Linked DNA regions of Rattus norvegicus: all the other regions are linked to region 3. Evidence: chromatin contacts called from public Hi-C data. All regions are on one chromosome and are shown on one strand. Each heading gives the region's core, a stretch centred on a gene start, on an enhancer-like site or on the middle of the called end of the contact. The rest is flanking DNA. Distances are from core to core; before and after follow the strand shown.

What was found. Hi-C and Micro-C count contacts between places; a contact is called where the count stands out from the background.
Region 1: a Hi-C map of Schwann cells shows a contact between it and region 3, with 5 times the contacts expected there. The contact joins two enhancer-like sites. A contact is called at or near these places in 2 of 12 Hi-C or Micro-C datasets (the A7r5 cell line and Schwann cells).
Region 2: a Hi-C map of the A7r5 cell line shows a contact between it and region 3, with 2.4 times the contacts expected there. The contact joins the promoter of Prkn here to the enhancer-like site in region 3. A contact is called at or near these places in 2 of 12 Hi-C or Micro-C datasets (the A7r5 cell line and Schwann cells).

What each region holds. Positions count from the first base shown.
Region 1 is chr1:52,647,701-52,651,676 of GRCr8, forward strand. The region is part of intron 2 of Pacrg (parkin coregulated); the gene reads left to right. Among named protein-coding and RNA genes, the nearest start is that of Pacrg, 220 kb to the left of the region's middle. Within about 2 kb of position 2,696, at least 1 of the 93 cell types and tissues checked has an H3K27ac peak or open chromatin away from gene starts, as enhancers often do. A contact at or near this core is called in Schwann cells, where this site is marked.
Region 2 is chr1:52,428,462-52,433,045 of GRCr8, forward strand. Prkn (parkin RBR E3 ubiquitin protein ligase) reads right to left here and starts at 1,705. Exons shown (of 12, transcript NM_020093.1): 1 at 1,629-1,705. The coding sequence starts at 1,635. Pacrg (parkin coregulated) reads left to right here and starts at 1,929. Exons shown (of 5, transcript NM_001389238.1): 1 at 1,929-2,355. The coding sequence starts at 2,200.
Region 3 is chr1:52,523,142-52,527,120 of GRCr8, forward strand. The region is part of intron 2 of Pacrg (parkin coregulated); the gene reads left to right. Among named protein-coding and RNA genes, the nearest start is that of Pacrg, 95 kb to the left of the region's middle. Within about 2 kb of position 1,495, at least 57 of the 93 cell types and tissues checked have an H3K27ac peak or open chromatin away from gene starts, as enhancers often do. A contact at or near this core is called in the A7r5 cell line and Schwann cells, where this site is marked.

The DNA.
Region 1 (3,976 bases), core at 1,446-3,945, 130 kb after region 3:
CTAAAATGTCTAGCCCAGTGTCTACCTGATGCAAGGAGGCCCTCCTGCCTCTTCAGAACTACCGGACCAGTCACCCCAACCCATATCACATTAGTTCAAACCAGACACTGCCTTCCAAATAAGCTGTGGCTGTCTTCCACCTGGCCTTCCTCAGGGGTGCTTTCCCTGAACTCTGACCATCTTTCATTTTCAAGCCTTGTCACAGCCATCCACCTGATGACAATTCTCCCATATTTACTCCACCCCACAGTTACTCCTCCTTTCTCTTGATCAGGCCTCTACATTCTTGGTGCTCACTCCTTGGGCATCTAACCATTTGCAACATTGTCTTCTATGATTGCTTTATTTTTAATTTTTGCTTTAGCTTCCTGACTAAGAAATAGAAAAAATCCCGAGAAAAATAGCATAAATAAATTATGACAACTTCTGTGGGAAACAAGCACGGTATGCAGGGTGGAAGAGACAGCATCACTGCCCACCCCACGTGGTTGGTCCTTCTTGACGTCGCCTTGATTGGGTGTATGAGATCAACCGTACTGCATTCAAGGACAGTTGTTATTAAACACTGACATGTTCTACAATTAATACCAGTGACAGGAGCCACAAAGAGCGTCCTCCTTCCAGTTCCTGAAATCCTGCTGCGATGTTCCAAGGCCTAGCACACATTTCCTGCGTTGTTCTATGAACATGTGCTACCCCCAGGTGCAGCCTCCTTCCCCACACCTCTTCAAAGTGTGTTTATCTCAGCACTGTTCAGGATTGTGATACAGGGAAGATAAGCTCTAACACTGTATTTTTATACATAGTTTCCATCTTTGTATTTCTCTTTGGCTAAGGAAAATGTTACTTTTAAGTTTTAAAATTTTTTCTTACCTCAACTGTCTGGCAAGTGATGGAGAGAGGGGCTGTGCAAAGAAACAGAACATGGGGCTCTTTCTTATTTATTACACATGAAAGTATCATTAATTGACTGCTACAGTTACGGACATAAAATTTCTCGATAATAAAGGTTAAGTGTGAATAAATTCGAGATCTGCTTACAACTGACCTTTAACTGTCTTGGTAGCATTTTTGACAGAAACTTAAAATAAGGTTATTGTACAAAGTAATTTGATTTTCTATCCACGTCCAGATTTGTGGCTCCATAATTAATATCCTCTACCTAGACAGAGTCATCATATTTATATAAAGTAGCGGCCATTCAGACAATGAGGAATTGCCACCGAATATAGTTTTTTTTGTAAGCTTTCTCCTATGAGCCTGACCAATGCATCCATTGATCCCCTAAAATTATTTTCTGCCTTGCAACTATACTTACCAATAATTAGTTAATTTTCTCCGTAAAGCCTTATATATCGAGTGTCACTTTTATTTCTTAGTGGACCCATTTTATTTGATTGTGAACTTCTGAGAAAGCATTTTCTCAACATGGGAATATCCACCTATGGGAATGAATTCTGTTCTCTTTGGTCCATCGATCCTCAGTCAGCCAAAACTCTGAGTTCCTTTATGGGTAGAAAAAAGTCCACGAATATGCTTCCTAGACAGCCACTCAGCCTCATTCTGGAGATTTCCATCCTCTCTTGCATACTTCCAGGATCGTTTTTTTTCCCTTGGCTCTTATGTTAGAGGAACCTCCCCCAACAACCCTGAGTAAAGTAATGGCAGCTGTCTCCAAAGCTTCATCATAGAGTGTCATGCCCGCTGGTATATTGTCCCTCAGACTTAGTCTAAAAATGTAATGCTGAAATGTCTGAGCACTTCGCCCGGCAGGCCCTGGCTTTGAACGTACTCTTGGAATCTTGATTGCATGAGGTTCAGTTGTCCTCAAGTGGCTGGAGCCTTGAGCTTGGGCTCAGACAGTGCATTCTGTTGCTGTCTTTATTCTCCTTTTCTTACAAAACATCTCTGCAAGGGACATTATTCTTTTCTTTGGAGGTTACATAATTTTATTGTGATTCGTTGCCTAAACTTTTTCTGTAGTGATTTTCTTGTTGATTTATGAGTAATTCAAATGAATTTCTAAATTTCTAAATCTGTAAGGATTAGAAGTTTGGCTTTTGCCTTAGTGGTATTTTTGTTTAATTTTCTTTAAAATAAATATGACAACCAGGGTAGATATTTAAGGCTCCTTTTATGGCTTATTACATATTTAGCTTTCAAAAATATTTGGAACATGTTTTCAAAGAATGCATTTGATGTTGTTGTCAAATTAAAGTTCTATGTGGGTCCACAAAGTGGAACTTACATCTCAAATGTATTTTGAAGTTTTATATTTTTTAAAGGTTAAGAAGAAAACTGTGATCACAATAAGTGTGTGAATATAGCTAGCCAACAAGATATTAACAGCTGTTGTGCAGGTGTCATAATTAAATAAAACCGTTGTAAACACATGAATAGTAGGCAGGCTTAAGAGTGAGAAGAAAACCAGTAAGAACTTTTCTGTAAAGGTAGAACTTCTCTAAGTGGGTTAGACAGCTGGGTACTAGCTGAAAAACAAACCTTGTACTACAGAGAAATGCCACAAATACATTAATGATTCAAATGGAAAGAAAACATGCATGTTTTCTAATTGACTGTATACTCTACGGCATGAAGTTGAAGAAAAACCTTTCTAATAATAATTTACACGTCAGAACCCATAGACAACTGACATTTTCAGTGGCGCAACAATGACTGCATTAGCTAAAGAAAAACGAGATGTTCCTCCCACATACAAATGACTGTGCCCCGCCCCAAATAAAAGACCCGAGCAAGAAAAGCCATGATTCATAGTGAAAAATTGCATAGCATAGGAAAATATAATTCACAGGAGAGAGTGTACAAATGGCTTTCAAAACTGCCTTTGAAAGCTGGTTTTGTGCACAGAAAGAGAAATGGAAGTTAAAGCCACACTGAAATGCCATTCTACCTCTAATATTGTTAAGAATCAACCTCTGGTAGCATTCTTTCTGGATAAACAATAGAAACACAGGTACCGGTTTGTTGCTTATGGGGCTATAATTTAATACCCTCTCTGTGATGCCTTCCCTGACAAAATCTGGCAAAATGGTGTATTTGTGCATATGTGTATGTGTGTTTGTGTGAGTGTGTATATGGTGTGTGTGTATGTGTGCCATTTTTGACAGCATATATACATTGTCAAAAATATAGACTGTCATATATATGTATATGTATGTGTGTGTATATGTGTGTGTATCTGTGTGTGTGTGTGTGTGTGTGTGTGTGTGTGTGTGTGTGTGTGTACACAGTGATAACGTAATCTGCACTAGGATTTTATCCTGCCTCTTATCTCCCACCCTTCATCTTGAGTGTGTCTGTGATAAACTAAGGTAGAGCAAGGATATAGTTTCCTCTGGTGATAGCCTGTTTTCTGAGAGCAGGCTTGACCCATTAGGCTTACATTGCTTATATATTTAGCTTCCTCTTACATGTCCTCATCGCCGGTCTGTCCCTGGGTAGGACTGTTTAACGAGCCTCCTGTTGGGTTTCTAGAACTTGATTCCTTCCCTTTTCTCTTCCCTGTTCTCGTGGAAGCCGACTTTGTTTCTATTTTTCAGGAGATCTTTGCAGTTTAATATGATTACTGGCTGCAAAGGTCCTTGCTTCCAAGACTGGCTGTGACTTGGTTTCCCTCAAGTTCCCACTGTTGCTGCCCCACATCAGGGCTCCACTTTATACATGATTTCTGAAAGCTGTATAGCTCGTGGTTATTCTCTCTTGCCAACTTCTCAAAAGTATATTTAGTACATCATCATTGTCCTCTATTTGGTCAACCTTTAAAAACATCTTTTGATGGGCCACAGGTTAGAGATGGCCCCTCAGTGCTGGTTAAGGGACTGAATTCCTCCTTAGTTTGTAGTAAATCTACCATGTGGTGGTACTATGGAAGAAGGGCTTTTGTTCTCCCAGAATGTCCAAGGATTTTACCAGTTCTTGGCTTTGCTTCTGTTAATGAGATGAGTGACTTGAGTTT
Region 2 (4,584 bases), core at 455-2,954, 94 kb before region 3:
AAATGCACACTTATTCACCCTGTACAAAGAATAGCCAAGAAAGAACAGTTTTTAAATTTGCCTTTTATTTCCCTTCTCTTTTTTTTATCACTAATTGATTTAATTGTAACGTCCAAATGGCATAGTTCTTATTAAGAGAGTTCCATGTAAATCTAAATAAGCTGCCTGAATGTGTTCCACCCTAAACTTATTAATATAATAATTTATGAGATTTTATAAAATGATTATTTCTAGGTCTTCATTTCCTATCTTTGTATTTAGGGGATAATTGCTTATCAAAGTCACCCATGAACTCGATTAAGTTGAAGGAAACTAAACGTGTATAGTTGCCTTCAAAATATGAGATGTTGCTTTCTTGTAAATTTGTAATTTTTCTTTTCTAATCTGTCCCACTTGGTTCTCACTGTTTCAGTTCAAATTTGGGTTCACAAATGACTCTTAAATCAATTTCATTTAAAAGGCTCAGTGTCATTCATAAAAAGGTATACTTTTCTCTTCATTTTACAAGTTTCCGATTCATTCATCCAAAACACACACTAGCCTAGTACCAAAGTGAGAAGTACCTGGACATCATTAGCTGGCACCTCTGCTTCCATGAGGAACTTAGCTGCCTAGCGTGATTCTCAAAGACGAGGAGAGGAGGGCTGCACACTTTAACATTACATAGGTGAATTAACACAGACTTGGCTACCTCCACAGCGTAATGCATTTACTTCATCAATGCACCTCTCGTTCACCTTGGACACATCTAGGATAGACCGACTTCTAATATGCTTGGTGCACTACCTGCCAGGCATATATCACAAACAAGTTCACTAATCTTCAGGACGACACCTGGGGACGAGTCTACAGTAACGAACCCTCCAAACGGGAATGCGCGCTACGCGCCACTATGCATTTATTTCTACTTAGCCCGGAGGAGAACCCAAAACGTGACTCCGAATTTAACATCTCTGCCAGAGAGGATCTTTCCAACCTTCCTACTTCACACTGCTTAGAACAATCCTAGTGGCCGCTTCCAAAGCTGCACTAGTCAAACTGCATCCAGTTACAATCTATGGGGGGGGGGGGGGGATGTTATGGTTGCTGTTATCTACTCTTCTATCCTTTCGTCTCATATCCCCGAGGACACATTTAAAAAGACAGAACTGACGGATTAAGTTGCGATCTCCACCAGGCAGATGCTTCCCTGAGATTTTCTTAAAGTCCTAGAGGTGTGTGAACTCGCCCTGAAGTGAAGGACAGCTTGACAGAAACAAACCTGGGCTGGTCACCCCCGCGGTGCCGCACGGCGAGCCCCGCCGTCGGGGGGCGCAGTGGAGCACGAGGGTGTCCGTGAAAGATGCCCTCTTCAGCGAGCACCGGGCTAACCTTGGCTAAGGCGGGGTGGGGACTGGAAACTCACACTTATGCTCTAGCACACACCCGATCCGGCTATTGGCGGGCACCCCCGGGCCGAGGAAGCCCACAGAGCGGGCGGAGCGCGGCGCACACCCCTCCGCCCTGTCACTGACAGGTGGCTGGGATCGGCCCCCGAAGATCCCACTCGGACCCGTGGGGTGTGACGTGGCGCCACACATGGACGCGGGGCGGCGCGGAGAGATTGTACCTGGCAGGCACTCACGTACCTATCATGGTCACCGGGAGGGTGGTGGCTGCGGGGCGAGCAGGACCTACGCGGGCACTGGCACCCGCCTGAGCCTCCCACCAGCGTTTCTGTCAGGTTTAGTCATCCAGGCCTCCTCCCCCCTCCCCTCGCGCACTAGGCGGGCCTAGTGCGCACGCGCACCCGCCCCTAGCGCTAAGCCTTCTGGGAGTCGTAGTTTTAACGAGTAAGATTAGCCTCAGACGGGTGCCGCTGTCCCCCGCGGGTAACCTTTTCCGGAAACGCTCGTCACGGAGGGGCGGGACTAGCGGCTCGTAGTGTTGATCAGTCGCTTAGCAACCAGGAGGCTCACCTTTGGAAGCTTTTAGCGGCTCTAGCCTCGGATCCCAGCCCTCTTCCCGCCCCTCCCCTCCCCTAAACTCCCTCCACCTTGGTGCTTCCAAACATCTGGATCACCCTGGGCACCACGAGGGGTTGAATTTCTATCACTAGCGCGCCTTTTTACATTTTTTTCCCGATCCCCTGCTCACATCTGTAAAAGCCACTGGTTTTTCTACCACACCTTTGATAAGAACAAAACGTTTTCTAGGAAGATGGTGGCAGAAAAAGAGACCCTGACCTTAAACAAATGCCCAGACAAGATGCCGAAGAGGACCAAACTGCTGCCACAACAGACGATCCAGGTGCACCAGCCTCATTCCCTGGTTTCTGAGGGCTTCACAGTCAAAGCCATGATGAAAAACTCAGTCGTAAGTGATCTTCCTCGATTGACCGCACTTGCTCCGAAGCAGGGGACATGAGGTGGTAGAGTATGGCAAGAAGCCCTAGGATGGATTCCAAGTCCAGGTCCTGGGTACTACTTGCCAGAATTGGCAATGACTTGGTCAGTAGCCGACCGAGCCCAACAGTGTGCATAGATGTTTGCTAGGTGGTTAGAGAGCCTTTGGTGTTGTACTGGACTAGCCTACAAGCACCTTCTGGAGAAAGTTGCTTTCTCCACTCCCCCAACTGACACTTAAGCTATTTCACTCGGAGGAAAATCCTTATCCTTATTGCAAAGTAAATTAGTTTCACTCGTTTAGTAAAGGACCTTCTGGAGTGAAGGTTCTTAGAGGTCATAGGCTTGCAAAACTTAACACGAGCCAGTATGGGACACATAAACTCATCAGAAATCTAAAGTAATTTATTTCATCTCGGACATTTTAGAATGTCTTAGAATTTACTCAGCAACGTTCTGACAAAATAAGATATTAACCTGTTAAAGTATGCAAAAATTACTTACGTGAAGACTGGTTCCTGATAGGCCTTTTAAATACATTTTAAATAATGTGAGCTCTATTTCAAGGGTCCCTAATAATACAAGCCCTATTTCATTTTTTATGACTTGTGGTAATAAAACTAATATATTCTTAACACCAGCAGGGGAAAAATGTTTAAAGGCACACAAACGGCTTTTCTATGCACATAACACTGCTTTTAAGCCTTCTTGTTTATTAAATACCATCTGATTTGGTATGCTAAACCAAGGTCGTCTACTGAGTGGATACCTCTGTAGGAGTGTAAGATTAAATACTAAATGTAGTTTTCAAGTCAGTACAACTTTACACCCTGAGAGGATCTTCTTGTACAGCAATTCAATATATTAGTTTAATAGTGTTCTCCATTGTGTCATAATTTTCCACCTAGATATTGCAAGCCTAATGCTTCCTTACTTCTAAATACAACTTAAAGGACACAATAGAAGTAGATTACCTGTAGATTTCCACCTTGGATTCCTAAGCTGCTACACAAAATTATATTCCTTTTTTGGGGGGGGTTATGAGTATCGGTTGATCTATAGTAGTTAAAACATTCTTGGAGTCTAAAAACAACTGCAGAGTTACAGGAAATAAAAAGAGTTGTGTCTCTGTTCACCACTTTTGAGTTCTCTGATACAGATGTCACATTATAAAGTATCTCTCCCTCCGAAAGTCTACTTCTCTTCAGAGCGTATACACCAACGTTCATCTTTTAATTGCAGCCAAGTGTTCTAAAAGCCAACCCCAAACCACTTCTCAGGAGTCAGTCACCATCCGTTCCCTCTGTAAAAGTCCGGTTCAGTAGGCAATGTCTTTTCAATGTTCTTCCATGAAAACCACACAGAATCTACCCTAGGAGGTATGGAAATTATGATAAATGCAAACATTTGTTATTTGTGAACTAATTTCTTAAAAACCCAGGGACAAGTGGTCTTAAGCAGTAAGTGGTTCTTATGTTAGCATGAACTTTTGTTTTGGTCTCTCAGTAAAAGCAAGCAGTGACAAAAATCTTCAGTCAGAGAATATTTGCATTCATATTGATACAATGTTTTCCATTAAAAGTTGAAAGGAAATACATGATTTGAAGATTTGCAGATTATTTTCCTCCTCAGAGTATGATGATAAAGTCCATGACCAAAAACCAGTTAATGAGTATTCATTCCCTCTGTGAGCAAAAAGTAGATCCTTTATGGCTTATACAAACCTCATCAAAAAAGTAAGATAGGTCGAGCATTGTGAGACACACCACAGCCTCATGCTCAGGAGACAGAGCCTCCTTGAAGATAGCCTGGGCTACAAAGAACAGAGGAAGTTATAGTGCATGCATATGAAGACAATAACTGGAACACACACACACACACACGTGCACACACACACACACACAGAGAGAGAGAGAGAGGGAGAGAGAGAGAGAGAGAGAGAGAGAGAGAGAGAGAGAGAGTTAGAATATGGATCCAAGGCTGTGAAAATGTCACTTGTAGGCCCTGGTTCCAGGCCCTTCAGAAAACAAGCTAAGAAAGCTATGGAATTTCAAAAAGACACAATCTCCAAGATAGACCTTAGACAAGATGAGAAAAGCATCGGTAGCTGGCCAAAATGACACAGTGGTGAGCAAGTAACTTCACTGTGCCCAGAAATTCCTCTTACGTTGTCGCTTAAGTCCGTGGCTAAAGCTTAGGT
Region 3 (3,979 bases), core at 245-2,744:
ATGGTACCTCACAACTATCTATAACTCCAATTCCTGGGGATTTGACACCCTTATATCAGACATACATGCATGCATGCACACATACAGACGTACATACAGGCAAAACACCAATGCACATGACATAAAAATATGTTGTTTCAAAGAAGACATTATAAGGAATGGTGGCCTCTGCCAGACTTCAGTTTAATGTCAATAGTCATGGAGATTCTTCTTGTGCTTTTCAGAGTAATTTAAGTATAGTAGGTTTGTCATAATATTCTATGAAAACGATGAAGTGGCCTTAAACAAGAAAACAGCCTACAAAAACGCTAAGAACCCCACTAGAGAGACCATCAGGACATGTTCTGAAGAAGTCCTCATGTTAGTGAGAATGCAGCTTATGATGAGAGATCTGTGAAAATGCTCACAGCTGCCCAGTTGGTAAGATGACCCCAGCACCTCAGCACACTGACTCCCTTCTTAGGAGAGTGTGGCCCTGGCTCTGAGGACTTACCAGGTTCATAGTGTTCCCCTGGTAGAAGACATGATTCAGCGTCAGTTATAGTGCCTGTCATGGCCCCTTTCCTCATGATGTCCAACTTCCGCCTCAGATCTCTTCTATGAAGTGCCTTTGGCTACTTCTAATAACCCCAAAATGTTTGCCATACTATACCAAGAATGGTCACAGGCTTACTCAGCCCTTAAACTATGGTTATACATGCATAGAGCATGCACATGAGACCACAAGTTGAAATTCCAGTAGCTGATTGCTTCATGTTGCCTTACGAGGACTCACTTTGTCAAGATGATGCAGATCCTAAACCTGTAAGGTGGTCAGAAAATGATTAGGGTCACATCACAGCCCTTGAGCCTTCCCATGGTACAATGCCAACAAAGAATTCAGATATTTTATTAGTGGCATAGAATGTCTCAGAAACAAAAAACAAACAAGTAAACAAAACACTACAAAAAACGAATACATTGAAGAACTGAAAGTTATTCAAGGACAAAACCATTTTGTGTGTTTTAACTGTTTAAACAATTAGTTGACTTATCTTCATGAATCTATCAGTCGATATCTTTCAGTAGACTTGAGTCATCTTTCATTTTCTGTGCAGTGCACACAGCCTTTTAAACAACCCTTCATGTTTGACATTTTGTCATACTTCAACTGGTCCAAACTGTGTTTTCTCTCAAAGACTCCATACTGCTGTGAAAGCTTTCCCTGTGAATTTTATTCCTCCATTCTTGGCTAAAAACACTTGTGGCCTGATCCTACTCTGTTTACCCAGGTCTTTCCTTAAGAGTTGAGGGGATTAGAGCGTGAAAAAAAAAAAAAGGAAGAGAGGAGTTGCCAGTAGGTGGCTCACTCTGAATGTGCTTGGGATGGGATCAGAAATGTCACCCCTCCTCCACTAAGCCTTTGTTTTCAATCCCTGCTGCTTGGAGCCTTTTTCTGTAATGCCTGAGTCATTTGCAGGGGGTGAAGAGGGGAAGAAAGAGAAGAAAGCCAGCATGCACCAGCCTCCTCAGAGCGTAAGAATAGCATGGCCCCATCTCATTTGGAGTGGTCCCCTAGTGGAGCCTGGACCGAATTCTCTTCCCCACACACAATTGCTTGTTCTTTTGTTCCTTGTGTCCTTGGCAAAGACTGAAAGAACTAAGCCTGTAATACTTAGGCCCTCCTGTGTCACTTAAGGGATAATAGGCCATTGTCTTCATTAAGCCACCCTTGTTTTAGCAAATAGAATCCAGAGACTGGAGGGAGAACATTTTGAAGGGGGCAGAATCAGAGGAGAGATGCTTCACTGGATTCCCTAGAGAAACTGTTTTGTTTCTCCTGCTTTATTGCTCCTCACTGAGAAGATTCATATTCAAATGGGCCGAGTCCGTGAATACTTGCTTGCACATTCTCATGCACCCAGGAAGGCTATGATTATGGCTAATTACAACGCAGAATGAAACCCTAACAAGAGTGCTCAATCAGATTGTTGTTCATGCATGAAGTAACCAAGGCTGGCCAATGGAGGTGTGATTCTGGTAATTACAAACATTGTGGCTATTTGAAAAATGCTTAGTAAATCTGTTCAGGACAAAATAAGGTCTAATTAATCACTTTAGACGCTGATTTCTCCAGACGATTCATGTGCACTTAAAAAAAAAAAGTTTAGGGTCCCCTCAATAAACCAAATCTAAATATAAAATATGCTCATTGCCCACACTTTGTCGGAGGAATCAACTATACAGCCTGCCCCATTCCTGTCTTTTCTGACCATCATATCACAGCCTGCCTTGTATGCAACTCGACAGAAGGTTCTTTAAAAATAAATGTGTACATATTCTTGTTATTATCTGGCGACCCAGTACTTTATAAAAAGTTACTGGAAAGCATCAACTGTTAATTTAAATGTCCAGAGCGATATATAATAACTGCGCTGATATGCCTTAAGTCTGAGTATTCTGAGAATGCTGGCTGTAACCCTGGAGTATAATACCCAAGGATGCTACAGGATGAAGAGATGTTATCTTCTCCTAACCCGTCACAAAGAACAGGACTGAGGCCACAGTAGCAATGAAGAAATGACAATCGAGAACTTTGTGACATAGGTGTCCATGGGAAATGGGAAATCTGTGTAGTTTACAGACATTTAGTGTGCTCCAAGAGGCAGTAAACTAGGAAACTTAACAAAACCATGTGCTCACTCACTCACTCGTCAGAGTTCCTGTATTGCTCTCCTTCCTTCCTGTCATGTGAGGCTCCATAAAGGGCAGGGAAAAAGAGATCTTCCTGGGCTCAATAGCTGCCTTGAGGAAGACAGGGAATTCCAATTTCCAAGGTCCTCACTAGAGAGAGAGTGCAGGCCATGACAGAGGACCCTCTTGCAGACTCTGCTTCCTCGCTTCTTCTCTGTAAAGAATGCTCTGCATGAAGATGTTGGTGGCTTCACATCCTGAAGAGAGAGAGAGAGAGAGAGAGAGAGAGAGAGAGAGAGAGAGAGAGAGAGAGAGAGAGAGATTGAGATTATGTAGGGAAGAGCCTCTGGGGAAGGCAGCCCAGCCACTGGGCTGGAAAGTTCAGGATTGGGGACAGAGTATGCCAGGTAGGGATTGAGGGATGTTGGGAGAACCCGGAGGCCAGTTCTCTTTGGTATGTAAAATATGTACCTCAGAGCCTTATTCCTGGCCTTGTCCCAGAGCCTGAAACCAAACAAAAATGACCAGAGTTACTGTAAGAAAGGTAGAGTGATAAAGCCATTTATTTCATTTAAGGGTTCCAAATGTGCCTCGGTCTTTGTTTTCTTTCATATCTGATAGAATGCATTCCACCCAGCTACTTGAGAACTTTTCAATTTTGCCTTACTGAGTTTTTATATCTAAGCCAAACAAAACTATCTTTTCCAATCAAATTAACTAGAAATTAAACTTACTACAGCACCTAACTGAAGGGGTCACAGGGCTCAGATTTACTGTCCCAAATATATCTCTGTGGAGGTCACTCCTCTGGCCTTCCTGTCCTCCATTCTGCCCAAGGTTGAAACAGAACCAGAAATCCTCATCAAAGCCTGCAAGGCTGGTTTCTGGCCTCTTCCTTCTCCTCAAGCCTGTTTTGGAAGCACCCTGCTCTCTTCAGAAAGTGCGCTGGCTGATCCCCTTCCCTTTATCACACTAGCTGAGAAGCAAATGCTCCTCTGTTCCAGGGGAGTTTCTGCACAGCTCTCAAATCCTGGATAAGAGTCAGCACACAGAGGCTGTTTCCTGGGGTCTTTGGTCTTCATTTCTCTGTGTGTAAAAACTTTGGCTAGACACATTTGCTAAGCTTTTCTCTTGCTGTTCTGTGACCCAGGACCCTTGCAGTGGGGTAGGAAAAGATCAAGTTTTCTCCCTTTTCAATCTGAATTGCTGTAGACTCTGAAGGGCAGAGTGATCTGGGAGGTGGGGAGAGCAAGGAGGACACGAAACAGCAAGGGAAAAAGATCAACCCTCTGGCAAGCATCTTTTT